2 separate regions of the Gossypium arboreum genome follow, and region 2 is linked to region 1. The links are chromatin contacts, called in public Hi-C maps. All regions are on one chromosome and are shown on one strand. The core of a region is the stretch at or near the end of the contact, and the rest is flanking DNA. Distances in the headings are between cores, read along the strand shown. Region 1 holds the start of LOC108460956 (transcription factor TGA1-like). Region 2 has its middle 88 kb from the start of LOC128285260.

Region 1 (2,524 bases), core at 17-2,516:
AGGAAGAATTGAGAGCTTCTATTTGAGTCATTCAAAATGGAAAAAAGAAAAAAGAAAAAAGAAGCAAACCCCGAAAATCAAATCTGAAAGGAAACATGATTAATAATCAATATTTATCCCATCTATTTTTTCACCTCTGAACAAAAGTTCCACAAAAAAAAAATCATCCAAGATAGAGAAAAGAGAAATAAAAGATGCATAGCTAACAATTAAATGCTAAACCCAGAACCAATGAAATTAGCCAAAAAAGTAAATGAATAAAAATCCATTTCCTTAACCCCAAAAAATTTCAATACTTCTCTTAATTTACATCTTACATAAAAACAAAAATAACAGAGAAAACTCCAATTAAACCGAAAAAAAGTTTAATTCAAAGGAAAAACACAATACTTGAAAACACCCTGTGTTTAAACAACTTAACCAGTTTTTGAATGTTATATTTTTGTGTTATTTTTCTCCCCCAACTCTCCCGGAAACCAAACACCCACCAAAATTTTTCAAAAAAGAGAGAAGAAGAAGAAAACGGAAAAACCAACCTTCTCGTTTGAAGGGTCGTTAGAAAGGGTTTCCCGCTAAAATTATAGGTCCAAAAACAGCACAAAAAAAAAAAAAAAAGAGTTGAAATTAAACAGGCAATGGCTCCTTCTTGTATCTGAAATCGCCCTCTGTCTCATCACTCCTAACATCAATCCTACAGAGAGCACCACACCTTAATACACCCCATTCAAACTGTTCCACCAATCTTTTATATTTTCTTTTTAAAATATTCTTTTTTTTCTACTAATAATATTTTGTATTCTTCCGTATAAATTTCTTTTTCTAATTATCACTTTGCATTTGTCTGTGTTATCGTGATCTTACACAATATACTGAGTCGACAGCAATACCATTAACAATTTTTACATTATATTAAAAAAAACAAATTTATTAATTATTAAAGAATTGCCCATCTTTCCACTATCGCTAATGTGCGCACCAGGTGGCTTCTTATCCTACGCACCCCTCCCTCTTAACCTACGCACATCCTTCTTCCCTTCCTTGTCTTGATAACTCACGTCATTTTTCCCGGCGAAATTTGTTTTTGTCTTTAGTGGGAAGTTAGGTTTAAGCGCTTGGTGAGAGCGTGGGAGGGAAATTCAGGCGAAGTGGTTGACGCGTGCGTGTAACCACCTCACAAGGAGCGTGGAAAGTGGTTTTAAAGTTTTTTGTTTCGATTTTATGCTTTTGGTGGTGGGATGGTAACGGCTATTCCATTGAGAAATTCGGGGGTAGGGACGGGTAACGAAAAGAATATGTGAGCTTATTAATATTTGATATACTGAGATTCTCTAAGGACAGTATTGGAAATTTAAAATAAAAAAGAATTTGAATCTTCTTGGAAGAATAACGAACATGTTTTGCTCATTTCTAAAATATATAAGATGGATGTGCAGGAAGCTTTGGTATACTTACTTTAGACTCAAGTTTAGGGTATTTTAACATCAAACTTTGTAGGTGAATATATTATAGATGAGTTTTTTTATCTGTTGTTATAAATTCACTTTAGCACTCTTTTATTTTTAACTATTATATTTATTTAAAATATTTAAAATGTATTAGAAATAGTGCCATAAATATAGAAATTAATGTGTATCTAAAAATAATATACAATAAGTCTGCTTTTTAGCATGTTTCTGTCTATCGTCGTTGGCAGGTTCTTGCTTGTAGGTTTATGTTAGTTTTATGGTTCTCTTGAAGGATCTTGACGGCACTATTTGTATCAGGGGTTCTAATTTTATTATCTTCGCCGATTCGCTAGTTTAGAGGTAGATATATTTCAATGGAAAGAGATTTAGCTGCGTTGTCTTTGGATGATGAGGAAGAGGAAATTATACATATTCAAAAGGAGCTTGATTCGAGTATAGAGGAAGTTGAATTTTGTTTAGCGGAGTGTTTTTTAACAACAAGCGTTATACACTTTCCAGCAATGAAGATTATAATGACAAATTTCTGGCATCTGGTAAAAAGGGTTCAAATCTTGGATCTAGCGGAGAAAAGATTTTTGTTTAGATTTTACTATAAAATGGATCTGGAGAGGGTACTTAAGGGGTCCCTGTGGACTTTTAATAATCATCTGTTGATGTTGCACCATTTGAGGGATAATTTTTGGGTACAAATTCATGAAGTACCCCCGGGGTTTTTCTCTGAAGTATTGGCAAGGAAAATTGGAGATTTTCTTAGAAAATTTTTAGAGTATGATGGTTCAAATATAAGGAAGAATTTGCTCTTATCTCAGTTTTAAATATGAACAATTGACTCTGTTTTGTTTCTTTTGTGGACGGTTAGAGTATAGTGATTTTGTTTTTCATTCTACTATGGAGTTAGGATTTAAAGTTACTTTAGCACATTCGAATTCACGTCCTCTTACATTGGCAACAAAGTCCATGCTAATTGAACTAAGACTCAATCGACAGATAAAGGTAATCTAATTTAATTCAATTATCAATACATGATTTCCCAAGTGATATAATCAACATAGCTCAAA
Region 2 (2,524 bases), core at 14-2,513, 420 kb after region 1:
TTACATTTTTAATTTTAGTATTTGTTTTCATGAACCGAGTCGTTGTTCAAAATAATTTCAATCTAAATAATTCATTTACCTATTTAGAAATATTTTTATAATTTATTTTACTATTTAAATTAAGGTTTTGTGATTGTTTTCTCAATAAAATTATTTTTAAATACAAAATTATATATTTTAAAAATATAATATTTTTACCATTATACTCAATGCAATTACATTTTGATAATTTAAGTAAAATTTGATTTTACTACTCAGACTAAAAATATTTTATCTGAGTTGGATCCATACTTGATTGAGCTTATTAAATTAGGTGAATAGCTCCACGATTAGATTTGTTTATGTACATATTTTATAAAGGGTTAAAATGTGTTGTTAATTCCTGTTAATTTATAGATTTTGAGATTAAATCTCTATAATTTTAAAGTTAAAATGATTTTTTAATGTAAAATTTTAATTTAATTATTATTGTTGCTAAAAGTTGTCATTTTATCATATTTATTTTTTGTCAGTCATATATGACGTTACATGAAGATAATATAATTAAAATTTTAAGTTGATAAATTTTAATAATTTTTTTATAATTTTATTCATTAAATTGAGATTTTAAATATTAAAATAAAACTTAATTTTTAACTTTTAAATACATAAACTAAATCTTAAATTTTCTCAGAATATAGCTAGAACATTTTAACCTTTATAAAGAAGAAAGAAACCCGCCATTTTTTTTTTTAAGAATAAAGAAAACAGGAAAAAAAATCCCTGCCTGCATGTTTCACAATGGTTAAAATTCGTTGTACCTGTCATTAGGTGGGCCACTGAAAAACCAAATAAACCCCTGAAAATGGCATAGAAGCAGGTTGGCCATTGCTTTAATACCCATTTTCACAGTTATCCAGGTTTTTCTTTTCAGCTTTCAGGCCAGTAATTGTTTTCTTCCCTAAAAAAATATACGTATCAAACCAAATCCCAAAACCACCAATACCAAAGGAGCCTCGAGTTCCACATTAAAATATAAATATTTAAACATCAAAACTCAGCCCCCACCTATCAGCCTTATCCATTCCTCGTTATAAATACTTCCCCGAGGAAAATCAAAGTCAGCCCATCAATAACTTTTTCCTTAACAGTTTTGAAATATTAGATCAGAGATTAAAAGAGATGGCTGATATTGCTATGCTTGTTGCTGAGGAATATGAAAGGAGGGTGAGGATTTCAAGAAACAAAGTCGGGGTTGAAAAGCAACAAGAGTTGTGTTCTTGTGTAGGAGTGTTAGCTTTGAAGCTGAAGACCAAAATTGGGCATCCAAGACTTGAGGTTTTCAAATTGGGTTTTGAGCCGAAATCCCCGATTGGTGTTGCAGCTTTCAATGGGGCCTTTTCTGCTTGATACATTTTCTACTTCTTTCTTGCTTTTCTTCTTTTCATAATCATTGCTTCTAAAGAGCTGTAAATTATTATTTTTTAAATCTTTTCATTTGTAAACCCTGGTAATCGTTAAGAAGCAGAATTTCTGTTTATGATCATTTGATCTTTTGTTCTAACTCGGATTCATGTGCTATTTATTTATCTAAATTCTTTTTTGTCTAAATGTTCAATAAACAATGATTCGATCTATTTCATATCTGCCGACAACTTAATTGTTGTGGCTTGTGGTTATAATATTAGGTGGTGGCACTCACATTTAGGATCAAACTCTATGAACATCCCTCCCTTCTAAAAAGAACTGTTTGGTAGGTTGGGATGAATTTAATCTCTGTATAATAAAAAAAATTTAAGGATAACTACATCTAAAATCACTCATGTTGTATCACATGTTCTTATTGGGCATTTCAACTAGGAAAGAGGTACCCATTTGTTCTCACAAAACTTGTTTCATCATATTGGCACTTAGCTTCAGAACATCTTTTCCCTTTTTCTTAGGCCTTTTAAAGAAAGAAACCCAAAGCTATTAGGGAAGAGCCTACTCCACTCCATATTCATGAGGACCCTATCATGATTTTCCCAAATATTTTGATCCTTAGAATGAATATCTCACCAAGTAAAATCACCTCCATAGTATCCACATCAAACAAATAATTTTCATTAACCCATGCATTAAATTCATCAACCAAGTAACTTGAAGGGTCGTTTATTAACGTAGTTAGTATCGTATTAGTGGATATATCGTTTTTTTACTAATATTAAAACATATCGTTTCCAATTTATTTCAATATACCATTTCAGATTTATTACTATTTTTAAAAACATTCGATATATATATATATATATAAATAGTTACAAAATTAAATAATAAGATTAAATAAATATAAAATATTATGTAAATTTTAAAATACCAAAAATATAAAATAAGATACTCATCAATTATATAAAATATAAATTATTCCATAAATTAAACAATAAGATCATCCCTATAATTCTATAACAATTCATAATTCAAAAATTCAAAATAAGTAATAAAATGTATTTAAATTTAAAATTAATTTTAAAATTAATTTTTGGTACAAATAAATAATAAAAATTAA

The links. Hi-C and Micro-C count contacts between places; a contact is called where the count stands out from the background.
Region 2: a contact with region 1 is called in a Hi-C map of leaf, with 2.0 times the contacts expected there. The contact joins the enhancer-like site here to the promoter of LOC108460956 in region 1. A contact is called at or near these places in 3 of 5 Hi-C or Micro-C datasets (all in leaf).

What each region holds. Positions count from the first base shown.
Region 1 is chr12:77,279,717-77,282,240 of ASM2569848v2, forward strand. LOC108460956 (transcription factor TGA1-like) reads right to left here and starts at 1,267. Exons shown (of 9, transcript XM_053023230.1): 1 at 70-1,267.
Region 2 is chr12:77,703,693-77,706,216 of ASM2569848v2, forward strand. No RefSeq gene overlaps it. Among protein-coding and RNA genes, the nearest start is that of LOC128285260, 88 kb to the right of the region's middle. Within about 2 kb of position 1,264, at least 2 of the 2 cell types and tissues checked have an H3K27ac peak or open chromatin away from gene starts, as enhancers often do. A contact at or near this core is called in leaf, where this site is marked.